Regions from separate parts of the Mus musculus genome. Here region 1 is linked to region 2. Evidence: chromatin contacts called from public HiChIP or PLAC-seq data. All regions are on one chromosome and are shown on one strand. The core of a region is the stretch at or near the end of the contact, and the rest is flanking DNA. Distances in the headings are between cores, read along the strand shown.

Evidence for each region. HiChIP or PLAC-seq counts read pairs in DNA pulled down with a chosen protein or histone mark.
Region 1: an H3K27ac HiChIP or PLAC-seq map of large pre-B cells shows a contact between it and region 2, with 4 times the contacts expected there. The contact joins the enhancer-like site here to the promoter of Il20ra in region 2. A contact is called at or near these places in 1 of 39 promoter capture datasets (hippocampal neurons), 16 of 484 Hi-C or Micro-C datasets (the AML12 cell line, ECoMG myeloid progenitors, the G1E-ER4 cell line and 10 more), 2 of 115 datasets of contacts at active chromatin or transcription factors (astrocytes and large pre-B cells) and 1 of 9 other capture datasets (liver).

The regions. Positions count from the first base shown.
Region 1 is chr10:20,058,256-20,060,955 of GRCm38.p6, forward strand. It overlaps Map3k5 (mitogen-activated protein kinase kinase kinase 5), which reads left to right. Exons shown (of 30, transcript NM_008580.4): 10 at 682-835. Among named protein-coding and RNA genes, the nearest start is that of Map7, 110 kb to the right of the region's middle. Within about 2 kb of position 1,431, at least 89 of the 459 cell types and tissues checked have an H3K27ac peak or open chromatin away from gene starts, as enhancers often do. A contact at or near this core is called in ECoMG myeloid progenitors and granulocyte-monocyte progenitors, where this site is marked.
Region 2 is chr10:19,711,216-19,713,915 of GRCm38.p6, forward strand. It overlaps Il20ra (interleukin 20 receptor, alpha), which reads left to right and starts at 1,372. Exons shown (of 7, transcript NM_172786.2): 1 at 1,372-1,515. The coding sequence starts at 1,419. All of the region lies in intron 1 of Gm33332 (a long non-coding RNA gene), which reads right to left.

The DNA.
Region 1 (2,700 bases), core at 181-2,680, 350 kb after region 2:
ACACATGTTACATAATGCCAACTTCCATGTCTGTGGCCAGCAAACTGCTTACATAGCCACCGCCTTGCATAATTATCCTCTTCCTCATTTTTCTTAACTTTTTCTTTTGGAACACCATCTGTCTTCTTTGGTTTGAGGACATTTGTTTAATACTTAATAAGCTCAGTGGTTCAGAGGAAAATAATCTCTCCTGAAGATGTATTTCAGAGAGTCTCCTTGAAGAGGCATATTTAAAAATAAGTGTGTTCACCTTGTCTTTCAATTGAATGTAGGCATTTAAAACTTGTGTGTTCCGAGTAGTCTTACGTGGGCACACACACACTTTGTAAGAGTTGTTGGGGATGTAGCTCAGTGTTGAGGTATTTACCTAGCATGCACAAGGCCTGGCTTTGATCCCCTAACATGTCAAATAAACACGCTTTAGAGAGATGTTGGGCCTCAGGTCCACGTTACTTAAGCTTTCTAAACCTGAGTTTGCTCATGTTTCTAAAGCCTACTTGGTTGAATTTTTGTGAAAGTCCCCGTTTTGCAGCATAAAGTAAAGTATGTTTAGTAAATACGGAGGCCCAGTGATAAGTGCAAGTGTACTTAGAGAATGAAAACACACGTGTGGGATAAACACGGGGCTGAGGGGAGCAGGTGACCCTAAATCCGTGCTGTCTTCTGTGCTTGAATTCTCAGGTACCTCAAGTCTATCGTGGAGACCATTCTGATATATAAACACTTTGTGAAACTGACCACAGAGCAGCCCTCGGCTAAGCAGGAACTCGTGGACTTCTGGATGGATTTCCTGGTCGAGGCCACAAAAACAGATGTTACTGTTGTCAGGTTCCCAGTGAGTACTTTCGTGTGCATCTGAGTTCAGTTATCTGTTGCTTCCTGTTTTTAAGACGAATTTGGCAGTGTGATTTGACAGTCAAGATGTGGGGGACTTTCAGACCCTAGGTCCTAGCATGTACAACTGTCACTCGCTGCACATAATTCTTTTCTACAGATTGATTTTTTTGGCTTACTTATTATTTTTTAGTGCTTTATTATTGCTATGTATTTTGAGACAGGGTCTGGTTAAGTAGCCCAGGCTGGTCTTGAACTCCTGCTTCAGCCTAAGTGCTGGGATTACAGGCACATCCACCATGCCTAGTTTTGTTGACTTATCTACAAGGATCCTCCAACCCAGAGAAATGGGATACGTCTTGGGGCCAGGATTGGAGTTGCTCCTCATTGAGTGTCCTGAGGCACACTTCGAAAGCAGTAAAGAGATCATGCTTTGGTTAGGTCAAGGCAGCTCGTGAGATTGATGTCCTCCTTGGATGCTGTACTTTTGTTACTTTGTCTTAAGAATTATCAGCATTGCTATGACCAAGCTATCGGCTCACTTGTTTTGCAATTCTGTCTTAACCACTCTAAGCCAGGGGGGCTCAAAGTTGCCCTGTGGTCACATATACACCTGTGTAGCAATCACTTCCTGTGCTTGACTCTAGAAAATGGTGACTTGCAGGTTGGTCTTCAATCAGTGTGACTGGTTTCTAGCAGATGTATGTGTTTGTGTGTGTGCACATAAACACACAGGCATAGGCATAGACATACATATATATGCAAAAGATATATGTCTCTGTGTGTGTGTCTCTCTATATATACATAATATACTTATATACACACACATATATATATACTTACACATTGTGTACACACATCCATGTGTATGTGTGTGTGTGTATGCGTGGATACACAGAATAGACATAGACAAATATGTATGTGTATATATGCATACACATATATGTCTCTCTATATATACACACATACAAATTGTGTATATATATCCATGTGGGAGAAGGAATATAGGTCATATATGTGTGTGTGTTTGTGTGTACACATGAACACACAGACATAGTTATAGGCATACCTATATATACATACATACATATGTCTCTCTCTTTATACACACACACAGACACACACACATATTATGCATACACATCTGTGGGGGGTCCATAGGTTGTCCATAGGTCCTGTGTGTGTGTGAACATGTGCGTGTGCATGTGTGTGTACATGTGCGTGTTTGCTCGTGCATGTGTGCGTGTGTGTGTGTGTGTGTGTGTGTGTATGTGTGTGTGTGTGTGTGTGTGTATTTGTGGCTGTAGGTCATCCTCAATATCATTTCTCAAGAGCTATCCACTTGTGTTTTGAAACAAGGTCTTTCACTGGGATTAGGGTAGCATGGTCTGCCAACAAATTCCAGGGATTCACTTGTCTCCAGCTCTGTAACACTGGGATTATATGAGCTCAAACCACCAAGCATGACTCTTTCAGTGGTTACTGGGACTAAACTCAGTCTTCATGCTTGCATAGCAAACACTTTACTGGCTAAGCTTCCCCTCCACTCCCCCCCTCACACACACACGCACGCACACACACTCACACGCACGAATGCACACACACACACCGTTTAACAGGATGCATGGTTCGTGTTGTAGGAATGAACATGCTTTGCTCTGACTTCCTCGTGAAACCCTGCGCTCTGTTTCCTAGTATAGACAATGTGCAGCATCGGGAAACCCCAGTCTTGGAGTAAGCTGGCAGCTTGCCTTTCCCTGGTGCTGTGTGAGGCGCAGTAAATGTGGTAGAGGAACGAGAGGACATGCTGCTGATCTGCTGAGCTAGAAAGCCACGGGTGGGGAGAGCCACATGAAGGGAGAGCCA
Region 2 (2,700 bases), core at 122-2,621:
TCTGGCTGTCTTCCAATCTCTAGCCTAAGAGAACAGGCTGTAGACTATCTCCCAAGAAATATGTGTGTAAGTTGAAAAAGCAAGGTAGCTGTCTGCTTGAGCTAGCTCCTTTAAGGCTATGAATGAGTCATATTTAAACAGAAATGCATACATGTCCTAACATTGATATAAAAAGAATATGTTGCTATCATACTGTCTTCTTACTTTTTTCAGGGATTACATATGAATCAGTAAGAGCCCAGTTTGTGCAGGAAAGGAAAGAAACATGACAGTTAACAGGCAGATGTCAGAGAACCGATCACTGAGAAAAGAAGTCGAAGTTTGAAACTAGTAGCTACTGATTGCAGTTTCCACTCCTAAGGCTGGAGAAACAAAAGGAAGACATGACTACACAGAAGATAAAGGAATTTCACTAAATGGAGATTTGGACCCATGAGAATTGGGTCCAGCCAGCGAGGCAAATTCTTCGTGTATCTGAAGAAGCTGGAAACTAGGACAGCTAACAGGTCCTGTCCCTCCTCCTCCAGGGCCCCCTACCGGTGTGAACTAGAAGCACAACTGAATAGCAGGGTCTGCTTTAACCCTCCAGAAGCCTTCAAATCCAATCCAAGACTCTTAGGACTCTTTGAGCCGGAAAAAAAACAGGAGTGAAAACAGGAGTGTAAGGCATTCTAAAAACGGCTGCATCTCTGACTGCCTCCACCACAAAAGGGGTTCTTTGTTCGTCTGTTTTGTTTTCTTTTAGTTATTGAGACTCTTCTAGATGTCTGTTGATTCAATTTTAGGGCTATTTCTCTTTATTTGTGCATTTGCAACAGGAGTCTATGGAGGAAAGAGAGAGTCTGCCTGAAGTACATGGTTAATTTGTTTCTTTTCGCATTGTGTTTAATGTTTACAGCTACCTAGAAAGGAGGAGCCCTGAGGTCTGCTTGCACATCTCTGTCACAGTGTTCCCTGGCTTTTCCTTTCTTTCTCTTAGCTGGGGGATGGCCCTCTCCCATTTGGGAGACTTCTATTGTGTTTTGAGGTTGCATCTGCTCTTCTGTAAAATGCAAAGATACCTGACTTCGGGGTGTGGGGAGGAAATCTCGACTAGGGTAAGCAGCATGCCTAACAGTAAGTTGAGAAATATGTACCTATTTCACCCTTCCAGCTTCTTCCGGGATGAAACCTGACATTTCAAGTGAATGATAAGACTCTGCTGTACTGAGTCAGAGCTCATCGGCTTCTCCATCACCCCCTGAAGCCTGTGTGGACTCAGAACTGAAACCCAGACAGCCACCCTCGCGTGGACTCCCTGCAGGGGGAGCTGGTTGTGCACAGCAGACTCTGGGCTCCATCGCCCGGGTCTCGCTGTTGCAGAGGAGCCCCGGGGAGGCCACGCCGCGTTCCCGAGATGTGACCCGAACTGACAGCCCATGCACACTCCCGGGACCCCGGCGCCGGGCCACCCGGACCCGCCGCCACTGTTGCTGCTCACGCTGCTTCTGCTGCTGGCCGCTTCGGGACGCGCAGGTAGGAGAGTCGCTCCTCTCGGCAAGGGCTACCTGGCAGGAGCCTGAAAGGGTCCACGCCGGGCTCCAGCTTGCTGAATCCGAGCTGGGGTTGGGGGGTACAGGGGTGGTAGTAGCCCTCCTGAGTGGCCCAAAACTTGTACCTCGAAACTGGTGACAGTGATGGCAAGGGGCGGCTCGCACTAAAACCTTGGCAAGTCCAAGATTCATAGCCTGTGGGAGCTTGGATCAGAGTTTGGAAAAGCCAAATCAGCCCCAAAAGGGTAAGCCACATCCCGTTTTCCTGGCAATCCTGACGTGTGCGTATACGTACTTCTGAGAAATAACAAAGCATAAAACAGTAAGACATAAAGCACTAGAAGGATTTTCTCTGTTGTTTTAAAGTTTAAACCGTAACCGCTGGAATTCAGAAAGCCAAGCTGATTCACTTTTTAAAAGTTTCTTTTTCTTTCTTTTTTTTTCCTTCTTTCTGTTTTTCTGCCATATAAAAACATACTCTTTAAAAAGCAAGGTATCTCAGCAAGGTATCTCACGGTTTCAATTAAAGACAACAGCCACAAAGCTTCCCAAAATATCAATTGTAATTTTATAAAATTGATTCAAGCACCTGTGCTCCAGCCTGGAAAAACCAGCGAGTGGGGAAAAAAAGTGAGACCTCAATCAGAGAAAACATGATGCTCACTACCTTTCAGAGGCCGGAAGCATGCACGCTGGCCTTGGAGCGGTTTCTGAACCGTGTAGTCTATACAAGAAGATTATTTTCTAAGTTCTAAATTTATGCAAGTATATGGTTATATTTTAATAATCCAAGATAAGCCAAATGTGAAAAGGCTTATTCAAATATCCCTGATATGAATTCATTTTCTGTTTTTAAAGCACAGTTGAAGTTTATTATAAAAGGTCTAGACAGAGATTTAAGTATGGTCATCAAGGGGGATGAGAGACAAGCATATGTATACACACATATACACACACATATACATATACATCTATATGAATGATTACGGGAAGATCTCTGCATACAGTGAGTGCAATAGAGCTACCATACTGAACTTGCTTGGTGTTAATGTGAGAAATAAAACTTGCTCACTAACTGGGCAAAATGATATTAGAAGGCAGCAATACTCCTAACTTAACAGCAAAATCTAAAGCAAACACACGCACACATAAACACACACACACACAC